Linked DNA regions of Bicyclus anynana: region 2 is linked to region 1. A link is a contact called in public Hi-C data. All regions are on one chromosome and are shown on one strand. Each heading gives the region's core, a stretch centred on a gene start, on an enhancer-like site or on the middle of the called end of the contact. The rest is flanking DNA. Distances are from core to core; before and after follow the strand shown.

The links. Hi-C and Micro-C count contacts between places; a contact is called where the count stands out from the background.
Region 2: a Hi-C map of whole larva shows a contact between it and region 1, with 1.7 times the contacts expected there. The contact joins two enhancer-like sites. A contact is called at or near these places in 2 of 2 Hi-C or Micro-C datasets (whole body and whole larva).

Annotation. Positions count from the first base shown.
Region 1 is chr12:538,000-540,699 of ilBicAnyn1.1, forward strand. No RefSeq gene overlaps it. Among protein-coding and RNA genes, the nearest start is that of LOC128198563, 35 kb to the right of the region's middle. Within about 2 kb of position 1,297, at least 8 of the 8 cell types and tissues checked have open chromatin away from gene starts, as enhancers often do.
Region 2 is chr12:596,592-599,300 of ilBicAnyn1.1, forward strand. No RefSeq gene overlaps it. Among protein-coding and RNA genes, the nearest start is that of LOC128198563, 23 kb to the left of the region's middle. Within about 2 kb of position 1,375, at least 8 of the 8 cell types and tissues checked have open chromatin away from gene starts, as enhancers often do.

The sequences.
Region 1 (2,700 bases), core at 47-2,546:
TAAATCTATATTACAGCTTGTCTCCATAATATTATAATAAGTCACTAGATATAGTGTTTATCAATTATGTTTTGTCGTATAGGTGGAAACTGTATGTTTGTCAAACTGCGGCTCCCAGTGAAACGTATGCTTTATGAACCCCCATTTAAAATGAGAAAGAGAATAAAAACGAATGGAAGCTTCGGGAACAAATAAACTGTCTAATAAAAGTTTCGGTTCTGCGGCGAACTTGTTACGTTAGCTAAATCATACTGATAAAGAAAGGTAACATAATAACATAAACGATGTCGCATGATAAACTATTATCTACATATTATTATATATATTTTTTAAAAATGAAATATCACGTGTCTCAAATGGTGAAGGAAAACATCGTGAGGAAACCTGCATACCAGAGAATTTTCTTAATTCTCTGCGTGTGCGAAGTCTGCCAATCCGCATTGGGCCAGCGTGGTGGACTATTGGCCTAACCCTTCTCATTCTGAGAGGAGACTCGAGCTCAGCAGTGAGCCGAATATGGGTTAACGTAACGTATATATATTTTTTATATAAAGTTAGCGCTCTTGTCCGCAACCTTGGCAGATGTAAGTGATGATGATAGCGGCTTACTTGCTTACTCTGATAGTTTTAATGCGATATCACAACGGACCACTAAATTGCTTAGTGGTCTTTGTCGGTAGGCTGCTAACTAGCCCAGGCCGATGTCTACCACCAGAACTGTCGATATTTAGTTAATGTCGGTCGGTACTGTCGTTAAACTGTCGGTCGCAATTATTAACTTCTGGTTTACATCATTAGGGCCCACCAACCTGGATTCTAACAGCGTGGTGATCTAAGCTCCATATCCATCCTCCTAGAGAGAGGTATAGGCTTGGCCTTGTGTGGGATGTTAAAATAGGATCCTAATGAAGAAATATCCAATATCTGTTTATCATTATCATCATAAACAATCCATATTCGACTCACTGTTTAACACGACGCTGGCCCAATGCGGATTAACAGACTTCAAAGAAGAAAATTTTCAGTTATGCAGATTTCCTCATGAAGTTTTTCCTTCACCGTGAAATACGTGATATTTAATTATTTATAATGTATATAACTGTAAAGATGGAGCATGCCCCGGACTGGATTCAAACCTATACGCCCTTCGAAGACAGAAGTCATATCCACTGGGCTATCACGTCTCATATCAGTGTATATTGCAGTAATCAGAGCAGAAGCTATAGCTGTGTGAGCTGTGAACAATGCTGGTGCGGGATAAACACCTCGGCCACACCGCCGCACATGCAGCATGACGTCACCCGACAACCTGTCGCCCGAGCCGTGTAATTAAACCCGTCCCTGCGCAGTGCTGCGCCGCACACTAAACGTCGATACTCGATAAATAAATACTTACTAAATGTAAATTGCATTTCTTACATACCCACCCTCAACTGAAAGAGTAATATGCCTTATTATACTGCTTTATTTTAGTAAGGAAGGCCTAACTATATGCATTTTTCACCAACGAAAATAAAACATTTAAATTGTAAATCAAACCATACAATTTAGGCAAGAAGTATTGTGAGATTTCCTTAAACAGTATTAGTGAGAAGCGAGCCGTTAATTAATTTAATAATTATAAATTTTTGATTGATTTATGATTATGCAGTCTTACAATCTTAATTCAATCAAATACAAATAAAACGTTTTATTTGAGGATGATGACATATTTGATAGTAGATAGACAATAATCATATTATGAGCAATAAAGCACATACGAGTAGGTATATAATTGTAGATGGTTCAGATTTGTTCAATATCTTCACTTTTACATACTATTCGTACAATCGTAGTCAATCTGATGTTGTATGTTTGAGTCAATAATATTTGCATATTGCAAACGTAAAAATATTGTTTTTAATATTTAAAAATTATTATAGCATAAAAATGACCCTTGCAATGTTATTTAATCTCTACGAAAAAAAAAATCCTTAACATAAATAATACTTTTTTTAAATTATTTCTTGTACGTATACAATTATTTTTATTAATAACTAGCGGACGCCTCCTACTTCGTACGCGTGAAATTCAGTTTTTCACAAATCCCTAGGTAACCATAGACTTTACTGAGATAAAAAATAGCCTATATACTACTCAATAACCTCTTCTATCTTCCAGTATAAAAGTCATACCATGATCGGTCAACTTCCAAAAAAATCATAAAAGCTTGATTTTGTACAAGTATCGTGTAAATAACTATAAGCGCTAGAATACTTGAATTTTATTTATATGTATTAATAAATATCGATACCAAGTGAAATGTACCAGCAGAGCAGCACTAGCGACGACCCCCGCGGCACCTCGTGTTATTAAGGCGTTTTTTGTGCGCCACACGTGCTCGCCATACCTCGCTCTGTGTGTGTCTGTCTTTATACTCACTGATACGTAGGTATGCTATACTGATACTTGGAGGGTACCTATATAGGTATATTACTATTAGTAGCTATTGTATGTTTATCATCGTTCAAATTGGTAAAAGAGAATATTGGCATCAATGTTGCAAAAAACTTTATTCGAAAGCTTTTGTCTTCAAAAGTTACCTTTAAAGAAATCGTATTGCTCACGCATTTATTGTCGGAGTATACCCGATTATAGCTTGGCACGTTCGTTGACTACACTTCCATGATATGCGGGCGACGGGGGGAAAGGACTGCGCGG
Region 2 (2,709 bases), core at 125-2,624, 59 kb after region 1:
TTGGCCTGCTTGCTTTCTCTTCGGATGACCTGTGGACAACGATATTTTATACTATACCTAGATATGTTATGTGCCTAAAAATCATCGCATTATAATATTTATATAGATACAGTTTTTAAAGTTCCTGAACACACAACTCGATATTCTGTACAATATTTAGGTATAATTTATATAAATAACTTTCGTTGTTTACGACTCATTGAAATTAATACAATTAGCAGCTTTTGTTCGCCTCAGTTTTGACGCGCTAGTGACATATGTCTATCATAAAATCTTTGCATGTGGGTGATCGACGAGGATATCTATCGCCCAGCCTAGCTTCATTCGCGTTGGCTGCCGTGCTTTACGTTATCGAATACACTATTCACAGTAGGTAATAGGTGAGTTGCAGCACTACCTAAGATTACTAGATGTAGCACATCAAGTATATCGGGCGAGATTTAATGATTCCACGAAGAGCGCCGGATCTGAATATATTGAATTTACTCTGTAAATGTAATAAACTAGTTCTATTTGAGTCTCACAGCGTTTTATATCTTATTACGATTTACGTAGGATTTAAAATGCAGTGCGCGGCGACGTGCGATGTCGATGATTTAAATAACCGCGTACCGTGGAGAGAACGTTTCAATTTGATTTTAGTAATGAGTTCGTAAAATTATATACTTGCTCACTCAGTCACGGTACCTGACTGATACATTGGTCCAGTGGTTAGCCTGATTATGGATGTTGAGTTCACGGGTTATAGTCTTGGGCTACAAAATAATGAGCTTTTATCTCTTCCGAGTACCTACTTATCAGCAGCAGCCCAAAGTTAGGCAGTCGCTGGTGCCTCAGAGAGGAAAGTAGGTAAGTAGGTACGATTTAAGCTGTCGGTTCTGGTTATCATTAACTTAAAATAGTGGTGTTTATAGAAATGATGTTGGCCTAAGTTCCAAAGCCTTTCTCGTATAAGTGCCACAGATGCAAAAATTAGGTACCGCCTGTCCTAAGAACTCATTACGAACAATTTTTACGTATAAGGCCTCAATAGCTCAGTGTTATAGGGCTGAACTCATCACCGAGAGGTGGTGGTTCGATCCCCAACCGCAAGACTGTTGTCGACCTATTCCTAACACAGTATTTCCCGAGCAATTGAAGGGGAAAATGCCTTAAAAACCCTGTCACTGGTATTAAAAGATGCTGATATACCTAGATTATATTTTTACGGCGAATAATAACTGGGACACGGCTGGTAACTAACAGACTGAGTGGGTTAAGCTACTACATAGTTACTTACATGTACCCGCAGATATCACTCCTCCTACACCTGTATTACCTGAAGGTGCTATCTATGTGTGTGTACTGCGCGCTGATTGGTGGAAGGCAAGCTCACCTGTGCCACGGCAGCGCCCGACCAATGGGGAGCCACTCACCTGTCGGATCGATGGCGAGGCGGAGCGCACCTGAGAGGCGGTGATACGTAGCTTTAGAATGATGTCTTTGTTAAGTTAATAAGGAATAGATTACATAGAATTTTTGAGTTTCTGTGTAAGTTCTGACTGTTTTTGGCTATAGTACATCCTTATTATTATCACTACTGAGAGACTTTTCGTGCTCTGGTACAAACAATCCAATTTTTCAACTTCAGGCTGCTATTGAGATTTCTCTTATAATATAATAATAATATAAAAACTAATATAACTTGTTAAAATATTTTTTTTATGTAGGTCTGATATCCTGGTTCAAACCCTGGGCCTCATAACTTAGATAGCCACAGAGCCGGAGGTATCTACTTTATTAAAACAAACATTCAAAAATCGCGCCAGTGTGCGCGGGCCCTTAGTCCTAATGATCCCGTCACACGATATCTCCTAAACGCGCCTACACGGCTGAGGCCTGCGGCAAATGACATTAGGCGTCTGTTAAGGTGAGGCTACACGTAGGTCTTCCTGACATACTCATCAATATAAGCCTATTTAACGGCCCACTACAGGGTCAGGCCTCCCTCCTTATATGGAGGTTAGACCCACCACGCTGCTCCAATATAGGTTGATGAAACACCATCAACTTGCCAACTTCAGGCTGAGAACCTTAAGGGAAAATTTTTATTCATCAGTCTGACTGATTGATCAACATATTGGCTACTTTTATCCCGAAAAAGACATGCTTCTTGTGGGATTTAAGAAGCTAAATATTACATGGACGAAGTCACGGGCATCCGCTAATCATCTATACGAATATATAAAAGAACAAACTGTAAACCTTGCATTTTTAACCGACTTCAAAAAGGAGGAGGTTCTCAATTCGGTCGGTATTTTTTCAAATGAATAAATGAATTATGAATTATTATTGTAAAGAAATAAAGTTTCTGGTGTTGTAGAGAGTAATCTCTAAATCTACTGAACCGATTTTGAAAATTCTTTTACCACTAGAAAGCCACGTTAGTGTGAGTGAGTTAGTGAGTTATTTGTGAGTGTCATAGGATATATTTTATCCCTGTATTCTCACGGGAACGGGAACTACACGGTGAAACCGCAGGGCGTCGGCTAGCCGAATCTAACCAGTTGGATATATTTAAATAAAGAACAACATTTTGATCTTGTGCTAGTGTCAGTGTTCGAGACCTCGCCTTAACGTATCAAACTACCCCCGCCCCGGGGGCGTTATATTTTTTCCCCGATCCCGATCCGCCGGTAAATTGCTATCCGATAGCGGCCAGGTCGGAAA